5 separate regions of the Mus musculus genome follow, and all the other regions are linked to region 2. The links are chromatin contacts, called in public Micro-C and promoter capture Hi-C maps. All regions are on one chromosome and are shown on one strand. Each heading gives the region's core, a stretch centred on a gene start, on an enhancer-like site or on the middle of the called end of the contact. The rest is flanking DNA. Distances are from core to core; before and after follow the strand shown. Region 1 holds the start of Cep83 (centrosomal protein 83). Region 2 holds the start of Cradd (CASP2 and RIPK1 domain containing adaptor with death domain). Region 3 has its middle 21 kb from the start of Gm32827. Region 4 overlaps Gm33377 (a long non-coding RNA gene). Region 5 holds the start of Tmcc3 (transmembrane and coiled coil domains 3).

What was found. Promoter capture Hi-C pulls out the DNA fragments that hold promoters and counts their contacts. A called contact is a pair of places that touch in the nucleus more often than the background predicts.
Region 1: a contact with region 2 is called in a Micro-C map of embryonic stem cells, with 4 times the contacts expected there. The contact joins the promoter of Cep83 here to the promoter of Cradd in region 2. A contact is called at or near these places in 4 of 39 promoter capture datasets (the C10 cell line, the HPC-7 cell line, liver and 1 more), 3 of 484 Hi-C or Micro-C datasets (B cells, CD4 T cells and embryonic stem cells), 4 of 115 datasets of contacts at active chromatin or transcription factors (the 230-238 cell line, acute myeloid leukemia, astrocytes and 1 more) and 2 of 9 other capture datasets (adipose tissue and liver).
Region 3: a promoter capture Hi-C map of liver shows a contact between it and region 2, with 2.8 times the contacts expected there. The contact joins the enhancer-like site here to the promoter of Cradd in region 2. A contact is called at or near these places in 6 of 39 promoter capture datasets (the 3T3-L1 cell line, the SN4741 cell line, hippocampal neurons and 2 more) and 1 of 9 other capture datasets (adipose tissue).
Region 4: a contact with region 2 is called in a Micro-C map of embryonic stem cells, with 2.3 times the contacts expected there. The contact joins the enhancer-like site here to the promoter of Cradd in region 2. A contact is called at or near these places in 2 of 39 promoter capture datasets (neural stem cells and neutrophils), 2 of 484 Hi-C or Micro-C datasets (both in embryonic stem cells) and 4 of 115 datasets of contacts at active chromatin or transcription factors (bone marrow-derived macrophages, embryonic stem cells, microglia and 1 more).
Region 5: a contact with region 2 is called in a promoter capture Hi-C map of liver, with 2.7 times the contacts expected there. The contact joins the promoter of Tmcc3 here to the promoter of Cradd in region 2. A contact is called at or near these places in 1 of 39 promoter capture datasets (liver), 1 of 484 Hi-C or Micro-C datasets (the G1E-ER4 cell line) and 1 of 115 datasets of contacts at active chromatin or transcription factors (trophoblast stem cells).

Annotation. Positions count from the first base shown.
Region 1 is chr10:94,687,395-94,690,094 of GRCm38.p6, forward strand. It overlaps Cep83 (centrosomal protein 83), which reads left to right and starts at 1,396. Exons shown (of 16, transcript NM_029852.2): 1 at 1,396-1,652. It overlaps Cep83os (centrosomal protein 83, opposite strand), which reads right to left and starts at 1,219. Exons shown (of 3, transcript NR_015524.1): 1 at 839-1,219.
Region 2 is chr10:95,322,451-95,325,150 of GRCm38.p6, forward strand. It overlaps Cradd (CASP2 and RIPK1 domain containing adaptor with death domain), which reads right to left and starts at 1,259. Exons shown (of 3, transcript NM_001330138.1): 1 at 1,019-1,259; 2 at 136-439. The coding sequence starts at 433.
Region 3 is chr10:94,404,239-94,406,938 of GRCm38.p6, forward strand. It overlaps a transcript of Tmcc3 not described here. Among named protein-coding and RNA genes, the nearest start is that of Gm32827, 21 kb to the right of the region's middle. Within about 2 kb of position 1,408, at least 15 of the 459 cell types and tissues checked have an H3K27ac peak or open chromatin away from gene starts, as enhancers often do. A contact at or near this core is called in adipose tissue and liver, where this site is marked.
Region 4 is chr10:95,882,606-95,885,305 of GRCm38.p6, forward strand. All of the region lies in intron 3 of Gm33377 (a long non-coding RNA gene), which reads left to right. Among named protein-coding and RNA genes, the nearest start is that of Gm24433, 15 kb to the right of the region's middle. Within about 2 kb of position 1,321, at least 35 of the 459 cell types and tissues checked have an H3K27ac peak or open chromatin away from gene starts, as enhancers often do. A contact at or near this core is called in embryonic stem cells and pancreatic cancer cells, where this site is marked.
Region 5 is chr10:94,513,479-94,516,178 of GRCm38.p6, forward strand. It overlaps Tmcc3 (transmembrane and coiled coil domains 3), which reads left to right and starts at 1,379. Exons shown (of 4, transcript NM_172051.3): 1 at 1,379-1,626. The coding sequence starts at 1,549. Gm40743 (a long non-coding RNA gene) reads right to left here and starts at 1,401. Exons shown (of 3, transcript XR_871960.2): 1 at 1,210-1,401; 2 at 854-1,110.

The DNA of each region.
Region 1 (2,700 bases), core at 146-2,645, 630 kb before region 2:
GGACCTTAATATGGGTCCTTTGGGAAAGCAGCAAGCACTTCTAAACACTGAGACATCTCACCACTGCGGATTTTCTCCTATTTTTAACGGTTTAAATGTTCATCTAGCATTTACTCTTCTCTGAGAAATAAAGTTTTTCTTCAGTTGTTAGTCATCTCTCCAGTCTTCTCCTCACTTTCCAGTGATTCTATTTTATTTAATTTATTTTATTTTTTTAACGGATATTTCCACTGGTTACAAATGATTTGATTTGATTTCAGGATCTGGGGAATCCGTAACGCCTAATTGAATTTACAGAACTAGGGATTAAGATAATCTATAAAAATGCTGCGGCACTTGATATAGGACTGTTCAGCAAATTGTTACTGTCAATGTCTCTCACACACACAGGACTTCTGCTTTCTCTATTCTGATCGTGAATGTGTCTCCCACATACCTCCTTTATATAACCTACCCATAATAGTATGCACCCTCATTTCTAGAAAAAATGGTGACAGCTCAGTTACCACTCTACCCAGAGCCCGGATCTAGTCATCTCCTGCATGTTCATGAGAGGTGAAGATAAGCTGTGCTTCATAATGCACTGTGGCGATCCAAGGCCACAGTATGGAGGCACTCAGCAAGCATGGGTATAGACGGGATGCATGTTTCTCCCATCGCCCACCCTGAAACGCGAAAAGCCTAATTTACCTTAGCTTTTAGGTCACAAATATTATCAAAGCTGTCACCAAGTGTCAATTTAGTTTGCAGCCTGGAGACCAGGAGCCCACCCTGTTATATTACCCCTAAGAGCAGGCGGGCCTACAGGATGGGCCTGGGGCAGGAAGGAGGTCCTGACCTGACTTCCCTGGTGGCAAGCTGGGGGCGACTCCGCACTCACAGGCTGACTGGGTGCCAGAGCCCGGAAAATCCGCCCAGCAGGCACGATGACAAGGCGGGCGGGAACAGAGGTGGCGGCGAAGAGCACCGTCCAAGCCCTCCGAGAAGGAAGTGTGACAAGGGCACAGAGTCCCTCAGCCCACCGGGAGTCGGGCGTGAGGTGACATCTGCCGTTCCCCGGGCTCGCGGGCTTCGGTGCGGCCCACAGGGACGTCCCAGAGTGGCATCCTCACTTTTTTTTTTCCCCCACAGCGGCAACAGCTACCCGCGTAACCGTCAGCCCGCTCCTCTCACCAACGGCTCGGACCTTGGGCGGCGCGCGGTGCTGATGACGTAGGACGGGGAGGCGGGACTTCCTGCCTCGCGCCTCGCCGGGGCTCGGGACGCGCGCGGTCCGCTCGGGAGTGGCGGACGGCGGGCTGAGGGGGCGGCGTGTCGGCCGAGGAGGGCGGGCCGCGGAGGAGGAGCCGGCCTTGCAGCCGCCGCCCTCTCAGCCCTCCGAGTTTCCCGGGCTACCTCAACCTTTCCCGAGGCGTGGGTGCCCTCGCGGACCGTCCGGCTCCTCGGTTCGCCTCCAGCCCCGCGGCGGCAGCGGCCGCTTGGACCGCTCCGGGCCCCACACCCCAGCCGGTGGGACCGTCCCGAGCCCTCGGCCCCAATGCCTGGGAGAGCAGAGCGGAGTGGGTGGCGGTGGTTGGAGCTGTGCCGGGGGCTCCCGGTGGCGAGCGCGGCTGCTGTGCTGGGGCGAGCAGCGGGGACCGTGTGTGAGTTTGGTAAGTCACCTCTCTTCTTTTTAGGCGTGCTGGGCGTCTGCTTGGAAGCCTGCGGCACTCCGCGCCCGCCCTTGGACCCGGGTTTTGTTTCCTGGTGAAGCAGTGTTAGCCGGTGTTAGGAAGGCAGGCCCTGAGATGAGTTCTGGATGCAAGGTTTTTCTTTTCTTTTTCTTTTTTAAAGCACGTGAAACTCCTTTCGGGGCTCTTTGGTGCACTGCGGCACGGTAGCCAGCGGAGTCATGGGGTTAGTGTAAAGCACCTCTAGGTTAATTGGTGGGGGAAAAGCCACGCTGTCATCATTTTCCTTGTCCTTAAAGGTAGTCATAGCAGTGAGGTTTGCGGATGTTGCTGAGGTAAGGTCTGAACTGTGGGAAGTGTATTTTGGGCTTGGTACTTTGGCAAGTTCTTAGTCCAGTTTCTGACTATGATAAAAAGACTCTTGGCTTTTTAAAAATGCCCTAGAGGGCATTTAAGTGTCTTTAAGTCTTTGCTTACCTTCTAATTATCAGACCACTTTCTTCTCGAACATGTTGAGGATCAGGCTAAATTTGTTCTGATGATTTTTTTTTAAATATGTAGTGAATTCATAATATGTTCAGGCTGTTAGTATAAAGTACTAAACTGAGATTTAAAGTACCGAGTAGGTTGTTAAAGCCGTGCTTCTGTTACCAAGCAACATCACCGTAAACAAGTCTAATATTCAACTAGAACATAAGTAAATGTGGCCTGTTAATCTGAGTTTGGAGCGAGTTGGAGCTCTTCAGATTTATGCTTTTAGTTTATAGGTGGCTACATTTGTTGCCTTTTGTAGTCAGATTTCAAATAAATTTTATCTAGAATTATTAGAACACTTTGATTGTTTTTGTTGTCACACAAGACTATGGAGAGTTGTAAATGGATTTGAGTTCTTTTTGGTTGTTACATATTCCGGAGTATGCTGGGTATTTCTCTTTGAGTATTTCTTTTCTAATGAGATAAAGTATGCAATCTGTATTTAATAATATTCTTAAATAAAAAGATTATAGCAATTTAGAGTTACATACATTTG
Region 2 (2,700 bases), core at 9-2,508:
GACGCCATGCCCTCTGCATCCAAACCGTTGCCCATGCTCGTGGCCCTGGTCCCTCCTAAAAGACCAAATTCCAATCCACTGGGCATGGTTGCAACACTTCCAGAGCTGTTTTGAGGGGATCTCTTTGGGGCCTACCTGTAGGCAGCTCGGCTGTGACTTCCTCTCTCGCCTTCTCCAGCTTCTCTCTTACCCAGGGAAATTCCTGGAGGGAATCGAGGAAGGTGTCAAAAGCTTTGGGGCCCCTGGAAGGCAGGATGTCCAGCAACAGCATTGTCTTCCGGAGGCCTGTGGTTTGAGCTTTGATTTCTTGAATGTGGTTTTCTGTCAAAATTCCTTCCTGGTAAAGGTACTGAAGAACCAGTCCTTCCACCAGTACCTCGGCACCCAGCTCCAGACGCAGGGAGCGGAGTACCTGCTTGTCTCTGGCTTCCATTTCTTCCTGGAAAGAGCCAAAATGAGCACCTAGGTTTCAGGAATGCTGATGGACACCCCCCCCCCCAAAGTCAGTGTATTGCTGCAAACTCATTAATGAGCACCTCAAAAATCAGTCAGGTCTTTATATCTTAAGAGGCTGCTGAGCCACGGTGTTTCCTAAGCGGCTGTTAAGCCAAACCACGGATATTTCAAACACTTCCCGGCATAATGAACGACACTCATTATGGATGTTTCTACCTCTGCTTCTCACGATAATGGGGCCCTATTTCAATTCCTTGTGCAGTAAGAGAGCCAACAGAAAACAGATCTGATCCCTTACTTAAAATGCAATCCCTAAGGATTACAGATTTATTAATCTATTTATATTATTATATAAAATTAAATGCTAGAAAATAGTGGATTTCAATATTGCTTTGCCAGAGTTAGTCCAGCACCCACGCTTTAGAAACTGCTAAAAAGCACCAGGGACATTTATTTATAGACCCTGACCAGCAATAGAAGACAGTCCGGAGGAAAGAAGTTTATAGAGCATTCAAAGAAAGGACAAGCACCCTCAAGAAAATGAGTGTTTGTGTGCCTTTACCGATAAGCCTCACAAGAATTCGGAATGTGGGTCGCAGTAGGGCCGTGAGCACGCATGCATGGGACACTGAATGAGCTCAGGTCGCTAGTGTGCTGCGGGGTGGCTTGCGGTGGCAATGAAGGCAAGGGGAGCAAGGGTGGCGGGCGGGGCTTCTGCCACCCTCAGCCCACACAAGCGGGACGTCGGATCCCAGCCTTGCTCGCGATCTTCCGCCAAATCGGGAGGTGGCAGGTGAGGAGGGCGTGGGTGACCGTTTTGTTTTGTTTTGTTTTGGCAGCGTGTTTCCATTTGGAACTTGTAAAAAGTTCCCTGTCTCGGCAGCTGAAAGCCGTGGTTGTGGCACAGTTAGAGCTACCGACGATTTTCACGGTAAATGAAGCCGCAGACTGTCCTCTCGGAGGAAACCGACCCCCGGCACCGCCACCCGAACCCCGGTCCAGCCCCCGGGAGAGCCGCGCAGGGGCGATGTCGCCACGGCGCGGGGACAGCGAGAGAAGATGGAGTCATCTTACTTACGTCTGCGACCACGTACCGTTTAAAAAAAAAAAAAAAAAGAATAACTAAAACTACAACCGGAATCCAGACTGCTAGGGAACCTGTACCATAAAGACCATCTTTGTTGAGGGCAAAAGTCCTAGACAGGAAGTATTGCGACCATCTTTGTTAAAGGCAAGAGCAGGAAGTGCTGTAGCCATCTTTGTTGAGGGCGCAAGACGTCAGGTTGAAGTTTGTTCCGCCATGTTTGCTGTGGGAAAAGAGGCACACTCTCCTACATTAAAAAAGAGAGAGAGTGGTTTAAAAACTCTAAGGCAGTAGTTCTCAATCTTCCTAATGCTTTGACCTTGTAATATGGTGTCCCCCAACCATAAAATTATTTTTGTTGCTACTTCATAACTAATTTTGCTATGTTATAAATCCTAGTGTAAACATCTGTGTTTTCTGATAAGTCTTACACTGCCACTGTGAAAGGGTTGTTACAGAGCCACAGGTTGAGAACAGGTGATCTACGTTATCTAAGTGAAAGAGTAAATGAATTGTTGAATCTTAACAGAAAAAACTCCATGAGAGCCTGACTATAATAAGCTAGTCAAAAGTTAATCTAGCAGTTAAGCCCTGAGTTCAACTCCCAGTAATATACACCTACATGCACAAATTACTTCATAAAATAAAACAATTAATAAACTCATTAATTAGTTGGGTGACATGTAACAAAAAGGATGTGTGTGCTAAAAAAATTTTTTGACAATAGAAAAAGAATATTTCTACCAGTACCTCCAGTTGAAAATAAAATATCTATAAACATATCAGTAGACACTTATAAATCTCCTTCCTCAACACCTTTCAACTGTATGTGCAAACTTACAATGCTAATATACTCCAGGGTTTCTATGCAGGCACTAGCTGTCTTACTGACAGTGTTTTTATGTAAGTGGTAGGAATTCTTTTTAGCATTTCAAATCATTGCAGTCTAGAGAAGCAGGAAAGTCAATTGTATCATCCAAAATCTCACAGCCAATACAGAGTAAAACCTAAATTCTAACCAAGTCCCTCTGATCTCCTGCTCTTTCCAGTACACCACACAACCATGTATGATTGACTCTATTCTTCTAATGGCAGTCAAAATATTGCTAGTGAATCACCCAACTGTCACCTCCTTGCACAAGCTTGAGCTACACAGAGGG
Region 3 (2,700 bases), core at 158-2,657, 920 kb before region 2:
GCCACCAACCAGGGATCAAGCGTTCAAATGCCCTAGGCTGTGGGAGGTACTTCTCAATCCACCACAGGAACTAAGAAAGAAAGCAACATCAAGCCGTCAGACCAGACTTATCAGCCATGTTCAGCTTCTCTGACCGCCTATCTGAGGCACATCAGCTTCTCTGCTCTTCATCTACTGTCTTCAGGTCACCTCTGCCAGAGGCATAACAAACAATATGGCAGCTTCAGAGGAGAAAGACCCGGGGAGGAGAAAACATTGGGGGGGGGGGGGTGATCGGGAAGCTAACCCCCTCTCCTGTTACGTTTGCAATGAGAGCTGTAAGAAACCCTAGAAATATTCCTGATGAACCCCTGCTCTCTTCCAAGGAGATGGGGAGGCAGAGACACATGTCCCCAAAGGCCACTTCCTTTCCAGTCGTCATTTAGAGAGGGGCACTTACTCTACTCATAGAAGTCCCCATCCTGTGAAGCCTTCTCCACTCACCTCTCTTTTCAGAGACTGAGTTCCACCTAACGGAGCCTTCCCAGCACACAGGGCATCCTGCAAGCCCACCTCCTGCAGGGGAATCTGAGCCTGTAGCTGAAGGACTCCTGAGCAGGTTTCTTGCATCTCACAGAGAGGTGATGTCCCCATGTCTCTTCCAAACAAATGCAAGATTGGTTTCCATAGCAAATACTGTATTTTTTTTCCTACCTGTATGAACTGGAAGTCCGTTGCCTTCCTTGTAAGCTGAATCTTTTTGCAAAAAGTCCCAAGCTGACCCTTGCCAAGGGAGTTTGCTGTCCAAGTACAAGAAACAGACACACAAGAAGAAATAAATATTATTGGTGGCATAGATTTGCAGTTTCTTAACTCTCACAGAACTCAGGCCTGAACAAGCATAAGTTACCTGGGCGTTGTCCAGAGAGACAGCTGAAGTGGAGAAACAAGAGGAAACTAAGAAATAAATAAAAAAGCAACCAAGACTCAAAGTTCAGATTAGATGAGGAGAGAGTAATTCTAACTCCCTAACAGAAACCGGCACCAGAGGGTCTCCTGTCCTTCAAAGAGGGGTGTGTATCAGGGTCCAGTGCACGGGACAGCTGCTTCATCGCTCCACAGTTGCTTAAGGGCTGTCTTATGCTGGAGGGATGGAACGCTCGCTCTGCATGATAGCAAGGGATTGAACTGATACTGTTTGTGAAGATAAACAAAAGATGGGTTTCTCTTTAAGGAAACACTTCTAGGAACCAATGTAAAGGACTATGTGTGTGGAGAGGCAGTGTGTCTCTTGCCCGCCTCTGACTCAGTTGCCAGATATTCATCCTTCAGTATCTTAAAGGGGCCAACCCCTTCTGCACCCTGTAGCTAGCTCTGCTTGGAACACTCTGTGTGTAACCCTGCCAGAGTCCTGACTTCCCCTTTGACCTTTGAACCTGCTGAGTCACACACTTCCTTCAGGTCCCAGCCAGATTATCATAGCCACACACAGTGTTTTCCCGACCCCTTCTCTAAGGAAGTTCCTACTTGCCAGTGACCGTAACATTTTGTGCTTTCCTTTATAGCACTTACCAAATGTGTACATACATGTGTGGATCTGTGTGGATAGAGACATGTACTTATGCACATACATATACTTCATATGTGTGTGCACATACAAAGACAAAACACAATCAAAATTTGTGTGACTATTTATTTACTCTGTGTCTCAGCAGTAACCATGGAGCCCATTGCTTTATTCTATTTTCTGTGTGGCACCAGATACAGTAGGCACCAATAAGCATGCTGAATCCTATGGCTTCCGCTGCTACAATGTTTCTGAGTGTGTTGCTCCGAACTGAGCTGTCAGAAATGGTTGCAGGTGGACCTGCCTTCAGATCTTGATAATAACTGTACCAACTTGTATGGAAGGAACTTATTTTCCATTTACTTTTAATTCTTCTGATTTTGTCAAAGAGAAAAACTTGTTTGGGACAATGGCTATAACACCTGCCAGGCTAAAAAGAGAGATAGATGAATGGTAGGTAGGTTGATAGTTAGTTAGATAGATAGATAGATAGATAGATAGATAGATAGATAGATAATGATATAGATGGATACAGATAGAGGATAGATAGAAATAGAAGAAAGGAAGGAAACACACACACAGAGATACGGGGAGAGAGAAAGACAGACAGACAGACAGACAGACAGACAGACACTGGTTGGTCTTCAGCAAGCAACACTAGGCAGAATGTAGTAATTTGATTTTCATGTTTCATGTCCTTTATTCGTGGCAAGAAATACTGATGTTTTCCCTCAGGGAAGTGATCCCAGCCTTCAATTTAAAATAAAACCCAAATAGCTGGGCTTGGTGGCGCACACCTTTGATCCCAACGCTCAAGAGACAGAGGCAGGTAAATCCCTGTGTTCAAGGCCAGCCTGGACTACAGAGTGAGTTCCAGAACAGCCAGGGCTAGACAGAGAAACCCTGTCTTTACAAAACAAACAAATGAATGGCTAAATAAGGCAAAATCAAGTAAGTTTATCTGATAAAATATTGAGGTAATGTTTGTGCTACAGGCGGTTCTTGAAAGGTCTACAACTTGGAATCACTTGGTTCTGGGTAGAGACTAGGGGCGACCTCCTCTGGCTTTTCTCTGCCTTTCCTCCCTGCATTGCTAGTACCATATTTCTTGGCTAAGGGTTCCCTGGATTCCATTTCTGAGCACCGCGGTGCAA
Region 4 (2,700 bases), core at 71-2,570, 560 kb after region 2:
AACGTTAAGAGTTTGCCCATCCTTCCCGTATATGTCTCAGCGATTAAATACGGATCTAAGCTTGCGGGTAGGAGAGTGTAGATTTGTTTGGAACGCTATTTTTCTGACACCAGAGCTGGAACTCAGGGCAAATGTTCTTCTACTACTGTGCTGTATCTCCAGCCTGGTTTTGGGGTTTTTTGACATAAAATGTGCGCGTGTGCGCGTGTGCGTGTGTGTGTGTTGGCTTCTGAAAAGGTTTCTACACTCCTAAGAGACTTAGCTATGTGTAGTAGTGCTCACTTTTGATCCTAGTACTCAGGAGGCAGAGGCAGGTGGATGTCTGTGAGTTCGAGGGCAGTTTGGTCTTTAGAATGTGTTCCAGGACAGCCAGGGCTGGAGGAAGACCAAGTCTTAAAACAAACAAACAAAGACTCACTAGAAAAAGCAGCACTTTTAACTTGGGCATGATTCTTAGACCCCCCCCCCCCCCCCAGGACATGGTTACCGTGGTAAAGACAGCAGAGCAAAAGTTAGGAAAAGAGATAAGTTTTTGATAATAAGATTGAGCTATGGAATAAAAATGCCCACCTGAGTCCACCACAGCACAGATTTCTTGTTGTGTTAGATCATAAACTTATCTTCTTTTGAATAGTTTGGTGAATAAATTGGTGGGGTTTTTTTAAATCTCTTTTTTTCCCTTAAAGACTGATATTGGACTCTCCATAACCAGGTAAAGCCATTCTGGGTAATGGATCAATACCTCATACACAAGCATATGGATAAAAGAAAAAAAATTGGGACCTATTTTGTAATCAGTAAAACCACCCATGTCAAGACACACATTTTATTCTGGAAAATCAGTGAATTTCTTGCTAGGGAAAGTAGTAGACATCAAATGTGGGGCTTTAGCAAACAGCTGATCAAATATCAGCTGAGCTGTGATAGTTTTAGTCAAGACTCAGAATGGTTGAGGAAGATGTAATGATGAAGAAAGACAAGAAACTGGGCGAGGAGAGAACTGGTTGACAAGCACAGCCTCTGAAAGGTCCTGCGGCAAAACCTCAGAAAGAAATTCCAAGTTGTCATTTGTGACAACTTGGATGGACCTGGAGAGGGTTTTACTACATAAAGGAAGCAAGGCACACAAAGACAGAATATGCGGGAATTAGCACAATCTGCATATATGTGGTTAAGAGTTTAAGGAGAGACAACAGTTAAACATGCAGAATAAGGCTTGTTCTTTGTCTTTATGTGTTCTTTGCAGAGTAAGGTTTTGAGAACACTATTGCACCCATTGTAATGGTTTATCTTGGTTGTCAACGCAGTAGGATCTGGGATCAATTGAAAGTCACAATTCTGGGTGGGTGTGAGGCTATTTCCTGGAAGGATACAGTGAGAGAGGAGGCATGCACCACCCCGCCCCCACCCAGCGGGCAACACCTTCTGTGGCAGGACAGATAGAAAGGAGAAGGGGGAAAGGATATCGCTTTTGCTTGGTGGCCTCTCTCCTCACTGGGGCTTCTATCTACTCCATCAAAGCCCAGCTCATCCAGTCTTCCAACATGGACAGAATCCTCCAGGCTTTCATCACCACATAGAGGGTTGCTGGAACCTCAGCTTCTTTGACTCAACAGCTATCAGTTGTTAGCCTCTTGGATCTATGCATGGCTGTTGTCTTGCTACCCAGTTCCTACAGTGTAAGCTGATCTAGTAAATCTCTGTGGTATGCACTCATTCCATCCATTCCGTTCCTCTAGAGAGCTCTGACTAATACACCTATAATCCCAGCACTTGTGGAAACAGGAAGGCTGGAATTTCAAGGCCAGCCTCGGTTATGTACGCAGCAAGTTTGACAAGGTTGTGGCCAGCATGAGACCCTGTCTCAAAAATCAATTAGTAAGCAAGTGGATAAATAAACACATTGTTAGGTAAATGTAAAAGTCAGATATTTTTCACTAGAAAGAAAAAGTACATATTAGAGCTGAAAACCATGATAATTGACCAAATTATTCTACATCATATTCACAATCATTTGTATGTACTGTATAAAAACATAGAATTTATTATTAACATTATTATTATTACCACAATCTGCATACAGAGAGGTAACTGGTGACTACAAGAGGCCAAGAGTTGAACAGGAAGACAATGTATGCAGAATAAGGCTTGTTCTTTTTTTTTTTTTTTTTTTTTACATGTTCAATAAAGAGTAAGGCTGGGAGAACAGTGGTATGCCTATAATTGTTATAGGCCTATATATATTACCTATACTACATATATTATGTATATGTACTATATATACTATATATTATATATGTATACATTATGTATATGTACTATATTATTATGTACTATATATTATACGTATATATTATGTATATGTACTATATTATTATGTACTATATATTATATATATTATATACTATGTATATTATGTATATCTATTATATACTATGTATATTTACTCTCTATATACATACATACATACATACATATATTATAATATGATATTATGACAGATCCCAATAGGTAGTGGGCCACAAAATAAAGAGTATAAAGGAGCATAGTTTAATAACAATGTTAGAACACACCATAAATATGGACAGTGTGGCTAAAATCAGGTGCAAATCATGAAAGGGCAGGGTCAGTCAGTTGACAGAAGACCCACCATGTTACAGGCTTCTAATGTAGTGGTTCTCAACCTTCCTAACACTGTGA
Region 5 (2,700 bases), core at 129-2,628, 810 kb before region 2:
TGTAGCTGCTCAGTTCTCCTTTCCCAACTTAAGCTGCTTGTTCACTTATTCCTGTAGCTTTTTTTTTATCTTGTCAGAAATGTGCCCTGTGTATATATAAGCACAGGCATATATCTATATTTATGTATATGTATGTATGTATATGTATCTATATTTCTCTATATAGATATGATACACATTGCACTTTCAATAAATGGTAGAACACTATATTCTCCAGCACCTTGCTTTTCTTCACTTAACTATACATGCTAGAAATGACTCCACAGAGGGCCATCGCAACTGCTACACTTGTCTAATACTCCACTAAGTCGACATGCTTGGTTCCCTGGTCTCCTTGTGAGTGAATGACACATAGGTCAGGTTGTCCTCAGTCTTTGAAAAGGCCTCCTATCGAGAGTTCTTTATCTTTCATCAATGCCTCTCACAGGACTATCAGATAGATGTCTTAGACTTCCATCCTGATCTTGTCAACTTCTGGTTCAGGGAGCCCAGCAGCTTGCCAAACACCCACAGAACAAAGCTGAACTTAATGTTGAAAGTACATTCCCCCCACCCCCTACCCCCGACTCTCCGTTCTTCTACCTGATCCCTTTTTGCCTGAAGACACCCACTAAACCGACACCTTGAGGGTCCCCTCCCCCACCCCCACCCAACGCACAGACCTGTTTTCTCTCAGCCAGCTAGGGGGATAAACACCTCCTCCCCTCCCTGTAGGCAGATCACACTGCACTCTGAGCCTGTTAGGATCAGTGATTTAAAACCTGCCAATCCGGTCTCAGGGGCACGTCTCACGAAACCACTGGACCTTGTGTAGTTAATTTGGGGGTTAGGCAACCGATACCGCATTGATTACCAATCAGTACTTTTTCTCTTCAGATTCCAAATTCCTTGTGGGCAGGGAGCACTCGCTGGGACTAGAGAACGCTCAAGTGGAAAGATGTCCCGGTTTCAAAGTAGCTTACAACACAGTGAGTCACACAAGCACAATTAAGATACACAACACAGTGGGAGTGCCGCTCCGTGGAATACTAGATGGGAAAATGCCCCTCCGTCCTGGAATCCTTAGCCCACTGTCCAGGTCCAGGAAAGCTGTCCAGCAAGTAAGTGTGCCTGTTGAGTGAAATATGTATATATATTTCATTAAGGCATCCGGCAACCTCCTGTGTGCTCAAACCCGTCTTTTTTATCACACTCAAGTGGGTCCATAACCTGTGCCAGCGTCGCTCATCTGAGCCGGGAGAGGCGTGGGAGCGCGTGGGCCCCGTTCGCAGGCAGGGAGGGCAGCTGAGCCCGGCACCTGGAGCGGGTCTAGGCGCCGCGCGGGCGCAGGGGCGGGGAGCGGGGAAAGGGGCGGAGACTGTCGCCCGCCTCCCCACCCGGGCGGCGGCGCAGGGCCGCGGGGTGTCGGCAGCAGCTGCAGCGGCCCGCGCCACCCCCTCGGCCGCGGCTCCGGGGCGAGGGTGAGCGGAGCACGGCGAGCAGCTGCCACCCGGCGCCGAGTGGAGCGGCAGCCCCGGAGGACGCAAAGTTGTCAGTCTAAGCGCAGACATGCCGGGCAGCGACACGGCGCTCACCGTGGACCGGACCTACTCAGACCCCGGCCGGCACCACCGCTGCAAGAGCCGGGTGAGGGCGCGCGCAGGGCGGCGCGGGGGTGCGAGTCTGCGTGGGGAGGGCGCGGGCCGGGTCGGCTCGGAGGCTCAGCACCGTAGAACCCAACGCCGGCCTCTCCCGGCCGGGAAGGTCCGGGGAAAACCTGCGGCCCGGGGACGCTGGGCCACCGCTGGAATCGGAGGCTAGCCAGTCCTATTCCACGACGGTGTCGCCGGGCTCTCCTCCCCGCCAGAGAGCGCACGCTGCCTGCCGGGTCCCCGGGACTCCCAGGGTCTGGCTCCCTCCCGGCACAGCCACCTGCAGGGCTCTGCATTGCTGCTGCGTCCCCTGCCTGGCAGCTGAGTCCCCTGCACTGTACGCCCGGGACGCGCTGCCCAGGTCAAAAGTCGATCTCGGCATGGACGCTCCGGAGTTGGGAGCCGTGCAGAGCGGGTGCCTTCGCCACGGTTTGCAGCCTAATTTGCTGTTGCTGATTTTGGCTGTGAGCGAAAATAGCTCTTCTGAGCAAGCTGTGGAGACCGGCCATGGAGGGCTTCACTATAAAGACGGAGGCCACAGCCCCAGCTCTGGGCCCCTCCTGAGGAACACTTTCCCTTTTGGGAAGCTCAAGTGTCCAGCAAGGATGTGACACCCCCCCCCCCATCCCTTCTTTTGACGGACTAAAGTGCCATTTGAAACAGCACCTCCTCCACTCTGGCAGGCGGCACCTGGAGTTGTTCTCTGAGCCTCCCAACTTCTGGCTTGTCCGAGGAACTGGGGATTCGATGTCGGCTTTCTTGTATAAAGTTCGTAGAGATAGACCGGGCAGAGTTTCTACCCTTCCACCTCTAAGATCAAGTTGCGGCCATAAGTGATAGGCATATGCAGGGGTCCCTTATATATAATGTGGGTATGCAGTCACAATTTGAAACAGTAGTCGATTCTCCCAGAAGTGGCATGTTTACCTCATTTCTCTTTTCACTTTAGCGCCTCTTAATCAATTTAGGAAAAATGATTAAAAAAAAAAAACCCACAAATTTAATGAGTTTGGTGGAATCGCTCCTGCATCGACCGACTCTTTCTCGGTTTCATTAGAAGTTTCATAAC